Linked DNA regions of Anser cygnoides: region 2 is linked to region 1. Evidence: chromatin contacts called from public Hi-C data. All regions are on one chromosome and are shown on one strand. Each heading gives the region's core, a stretch centred on a gene start, on an enhancer-like site or on the middle of the called end of the contact. The rest is flanking DNA. Distances are from core to core; before and after follow the strand shown.

Region 1 (2,614 bases), core at 53-2,552:
TATTTTGTCATCACCCAAGAGATCCATGGCAGAATACACTCAGAGACCGAACAGAGCTCACCCAGCCATTTCTGTCAGTTCCCAGGCACTTCAAATAGAGAAGTTCTACCTCATGCAAAAAATACCCCAAAGAGAACTTACAGAAGATAGAGCATGGTGAAATTTACCTAGTCGCATACCACTGTGTTTTGATTTTTATTTTAACTATGACTCATGAACCAACAATGTAATTTCCCATTCTATTGTGAAACATGCACGGTTTAATTCATCTTTAGAAAGTAAAAGTATTATTTTCCTACAACCCTTTAAGCCAGGAAAATGCAAACCTCTGACTGCTTGGTTCTTACGGGGACAACTAGCCTCAGAAAATCTAATTTCAGAAGTTGCTCTCTAACGTAAGCAAACTACACAGCCAGGAGCATTGTGAAACCAATGAAGGCGGCTCCACAGTGCTATTACTCGTTCCCATTGAAAAGCCAAGTTCCAAGCCAGAGGAGCTGGGCAGGAAAGCTTTTGCTGGGGGGTGTCTTTGCAAACTCCCTCCTTAGGACACCCACACCTCCTGAGGCCCAAATTCACTCTAGTGGAGCAAGAGCCTCTCCTCACCCGCTCAGCATTACCTTCAGCTCTTGCATGTAGGGCTGCAGTGGGGACCACTGAGAGGATTTAGCGATTTATCCAGCCCAGCAACAGAGGGAGTGGGAGAGGAAGAGCAGCTCCCCTGCGACTCCCCCCTGTGGCTTCCATGTATTAATTTTCTACTGTCCTTATGGCACCGTATCCCAACTCAGGCCAACCAGGCAAGTTAGAAATAAAAAATCCAAAAATAAGATAACACGCTTACACGCACAAAAAAAAAAAAAAAAAGTTACTGGAAACGAGAGTGGCTTTTAAAAGTAGAATAAAATAATTAAAACACTCTTTTTTTTTTGCTGCTGCCTGGGCTCCTATCACGCCCCCAACCCCTCCCCGGACTCCCACCACCACCTGGAGCCCCCGTAATGGCGGCCGGAGCCCCCCTCAGACCGCCCGGGGCCCCCGAAATGGCGGCCGGGGGCTCCCCGAAATGGCGGCGGGGGGCGCACAAAATGGCGGCCCCCCCCCCCACTCCCCTCAGCGCCTTCCCGCCCGCCCCCGGCGCGCGGCTCCTACCCCACCAGAGGCGGCCCGCGGCGCGCGCCCCCATGGCTGCCCCCTGCTCCCTCCGCCGCCGCCACTCCTCACGGCAAGCCCCGCCCCCCCGCGCCTGTCCCCGCCGTGGCCGCCGCTCATTGGCGGAGCGGGCGCGGGCGCACTCGGCGCAGCCAATAGGGGGAGGCCGCGTCGGGAGGAGCTGGGGTGAGGGGGGGAGGCGAGGCTGGGCTGAGGGGAAATGTCCGCTCAGCGCCCTGTGGTGGGGCAGCCTCTCCTTTACAGAGCTGGGAGAGTGGGCGTGGGTCTTGGCATGGGTTAGAGCCCACGCGAGGCTCTAAGGCAGCAGCTTTTGTCCCCTTTGTAGAGCCTCGCGGTGAGGCTAAATCTCACGAATCAGAGAATATTAGGGATTGGAAGGGACCTTGAAAGATCATCTAGTCCAGTCCCCGAATGGGGAGCCCAAGTGGCTTTGCTGCAAAAAGCAGATTCAACAAAATGTTCTCTGCAAGCCGCAAGCTTGTGTGTAAAAGTAGAAATTCATCTAGCTCTACCTGCAGGCAATATTCAACACTTAAGTTGTACCAGGGGAGGTTTAGGTTGGAAATTAGGAGTCATTTCAGAAAGAGCAGTCAGGCACTGGAAGGGGTTGCCCAGGGAGGTGGTGGCGTCTCCGTCCCTGGGGTATTCAAGGAAAAGTTGGACGTTGTGCTTAGGGACATGATTTAGTGGGTGACATTGGTGGTAGGGTGATGGTTGGAGCAGATGATCTTGGAGGTCTTTTCCAGCCTTAATGATTCTAAAGCTGATGAAAATAAACAGCTGATTAATGATATAGTAGTAATTCTGTTTATTATAGTAAGTAGGTTGATATTAATTCGTTACGATGACAAGAATCACAGTGATTAGTCTACTGCATGTTCAAGTTGCTAAATCTTGGCATAAATCGGGCAGCTTTAAAAATTAAAGTTTCATTCGTCAACGTACGTGGTTAGTAAGGATCTCTCAACCTCAAGGGGTAATTTTGAGAGGCATCCCTGCCCAAGGGGAGATCACTGCAGCCCACTGCTTCAGCAGGGAGACTTCAAATTAGGCTTTCTTTCACTGGCATATTTACACGGTAAAATGTTTGGCTTGTAGTCAAACTTATATTCCTCTTGACCTCATGCAATTCATTATTTCCCCATCAGGGATTTCAATGGTCACTTACTCTAGGGCTGTGCCCCCCTTTGTTTGTGGTCATGGCTATGAGCATTCACCAGGTGCTCTGTTATTAATGAGCTATCCAGGTTAAGGAACAGTCACACAGAGGCCTACTGTGTTTCATAACCTAAGCAAGATTTATGTCAAGTGCAGACATTGAGCGTATCCATCACAATCTGCTGTAGGCCAACAGAAAGAAAAGCAGGGAAGGAGAAGGCTGGTTCTTGCTGACAAGAGCACTGTTTTAGCCTGCATAGCCTGTCTGCATCCAACAGAGACA
Region 2 (2,614 bases), core at 70-2,569, 360 kb after region 1:
ACGGCCTTTTCCAGGGTTGAGATGTTTTAAATGGGGAAACGTAACTCCCTTCCCACTCCTTCCTGAGGGCACGGATTTCTCGCTAAAGGAAATTCAGTTTCACGCACTCACGCCGAAAAATGCGACTTGCCACAGGAGACGGGGCCAAAGGCAGGAAAACCAAGGGGACCCCGCGGGACCCCGGGGCCGACAGAGGCTCCGTGAGGCAGGTCCCCTTCCCCAGGGGCAGGTTTGGGCAGCGGGCGGCCGAGCCCGGCGCTGGCGGGCGGCGTTCCGGCGAGGTTTGGCAGCTCGCACAAAGCCAGGTACTCGCTCAGTTCACACACACGGCGCTCGGGAGGCGCGAAAGGGAAGGGTGGGAGCGATGCTGGAAGCAAAGCCGCCTCCCTCTGCGGCTCCGGGCTTTCCACAGGCGTCTCCGGGCTTCCCACAGGCGTCTCCCCCCAACGTTACCCCAACCTTTAGCTTGGTATTGAAGCACGGCGCCGTGCCCCCCACCCCCTGCCCTGCCCTCCTCGGGGCCCCACGTCCCCCTCGGGCCGGGAAGGAGCCTTCCCCGTCCCCGCTCAGCCTCCTGCGGGATGCCGGAGCTCTTCCCTTCCTTCCTCCCCGCCTGCCGAGGCGCTGCCTTTGTTCCCCCCCCCCCCCCCCCTTTCCCCCCGCCGCCATCCCCTCACCAGCAGGCTCTCCACGTTGACCGGCGAGCGCGGGTCGCGGATCATGGACTCCAGCTTCCTCTGGCGGCCCTCGAGCATCCCCGCCGCCGAGTCGGGGAGGGGGGCCGCCGACATCTTCGCCGCCTGCTGCTGCTGCTGCTGCTGCGGCTGCTGCTGGCTCATCCTGCCGGGGCTCGCCCAGCGGCGGCGGCGGGACGCCTCCCCTCTCGCTGCCGGGGAGGAGGAAGAGGAGGAGGAGGAGACGGCGAGGGGTCGCTCCGGGGCCTAGCGCGGCGCGGTTGGGCCGCCCCGCGGCCGCCCGGCCATGAAGGAAGCCGGGAGGGGAAGGGAAGGAAGGGAGAAGCGGGGCGAGCGGCTCCCTTCCTCCCGCCGCTCAGCGCCGGGGCTGCCTCCCCTGAGCCGCTCCCGCTCCCTCCGAGCCGCCCTCGCCGCTCAGTCCATGCTGAGGCGGCCGCCGCTGCCCCTTCTTCCCCTTCTTCCCCTGCCGCCGCGCCCGCCCCCGGCCCGGCCCCGTGAGGCGGCCTCCATTACCCACAAGGCTGCGCTGCCGGCGGCCGCCTTGCTGGGGGCTCGCTCCCCGGCCCTGACGGGGTGGGGGCTCGTCGTCGCTGTCTCTCGTCCCTCAGGGGGCTCCCAGCGAAGGGACCCCGGGCCCGGAGGCTGTGGGGACGCGGGGTGGGGTGGGGGGTCAGAGCTTTTCGTGGGTGTGAAGAGAAAAATGAGGGGAAAAAGAGCTGAGCTGAGGGGGTGAGGAGGAGGTGGGCTGCGGGGTGTGGTGGGGAAGGGGCACGTAGTCCCACAACTTGGAAAAAAAAATATGAAACCCTGAAGAATTAAAAGACTTTCGTGTGGATTCCGACTCTGTGTGCTTATTGGCGCGGCGCACGAACCTCCAGACAACAGGCAGAGCTCGTGTCTTGCAAAGGGGGAAAGGACCACGCTGTCCTGTTGGCTTGCTGATAGCTGGATGGCAGCGGGCTGATGTCAGAAAAACGGGCAAATGCTTCGGCTTGAAAGGAAGAGGAGATGGATTCAAAGAGAAGTCACTACGTGACTCACTCGCGTGGTTTGGAGTGAGATCACCCCGTGCCGCGTTCTGAGTCAGGACCCTGGAGGCCAGCAGCCCCCGGTTCCAGGGGGGTTCAGCTCTGGGTGTCTGGTAGCCCCAGCCTCAGCGCCAGGCTGCGCTGGGCAGTCGGCTGGGCCAAAGTCCCCGAATCGCATCTGTGCATGTCAAACTCACATTTCTTTCACTGAGATTCCTTCAGGAGTTTGGGTTTTCTGAAGGAATCAGTGAAAATACGTTTGGGAGATGTTCTTTTATTTATTTTGTAGGGCTACCTCATCCCCAAAACAGATCAGGACCCACTTCGCTGTAACATGCGCCCCAAAACCTCACAAAATTTGCTCGAGTGGTTTACGTGGAGACAAGATAAAAGATGTAGGTCCAAGGGATTCCACCAGGAATAGGATGTGGATGCTGGTAGCATTGTGAAGTTACATGAGCTAGCACTTCAGCCCTTAGAAACTCTAAATTACTTAAACATAATTTCTTCCCATATGGCCTACTTGTAAGTGAGTAGGCTAATTTCTTGTAAGCGGCAGAGCAGAAATGTGTATCTTTGCTTTTTTTTAAAGAGATTTAAATAGGTTGGGACAAAAGACCAAATGTGGGCAACATATTTCCAGTGATCAACCTGCTGGGTTTTGTTAATGTCAACAGGAATCTTTGGGGTGATTTCAGTGAGCTTTGAGTCAAGCACCAGATGATTTGAAGATATCAGTTTCCCATTGACTGTAGGCAAGCTGTGTCTCTTTCCTCCTTTTTTTAATCTATAACGTTTGTCAAAACTAATCTATACTTTATCTAGCTCATATGATTTATGGACATTATTTAGGGCAGCGTTTAAATGACCGTAACAAAGAAATTCTTAAAT

Evidence for each region. A called contact is a pair of places that touch in the nucleus more often than the background predicts.
Region 2: a contact with region 1 is called in a Hi-C map of granulosa cells, with 2.0 times the contacts expected there. The contact joins the promoter of ROCK2 here to the promoter of PDIA6 in region 1. A contact is called at or near these places in 3 of 7 Hi-C or Micro-C datasets (granulosa cells and liver).

What each region holds. Positions count from the first base shown.
Region 1 is chr3:107,371,467-107,374,080 of Taihu_goose_T2T_genome, forward strand. It overlaps PDIA6 (protein disulfide isomerase family A member 6), which reads right to left and starts at 1,303. Exons shown (of 13, transcript XM_066994932.1): 1 at 1,153-1,303. The coding sequence starts at 1,186.
Region 2 is chr3:107,735,031-107,737,644 of Taihu_goose_T2T_genome, forward strand. It overlaps ROCK2 (Rho associated coiled-coil containing protein kinase 2), which reads right to left and starts at 1,320. Exons shown (of 34, transcript XM_066994934.1): 1 at 678-1,320. The coding sequence starts at 839.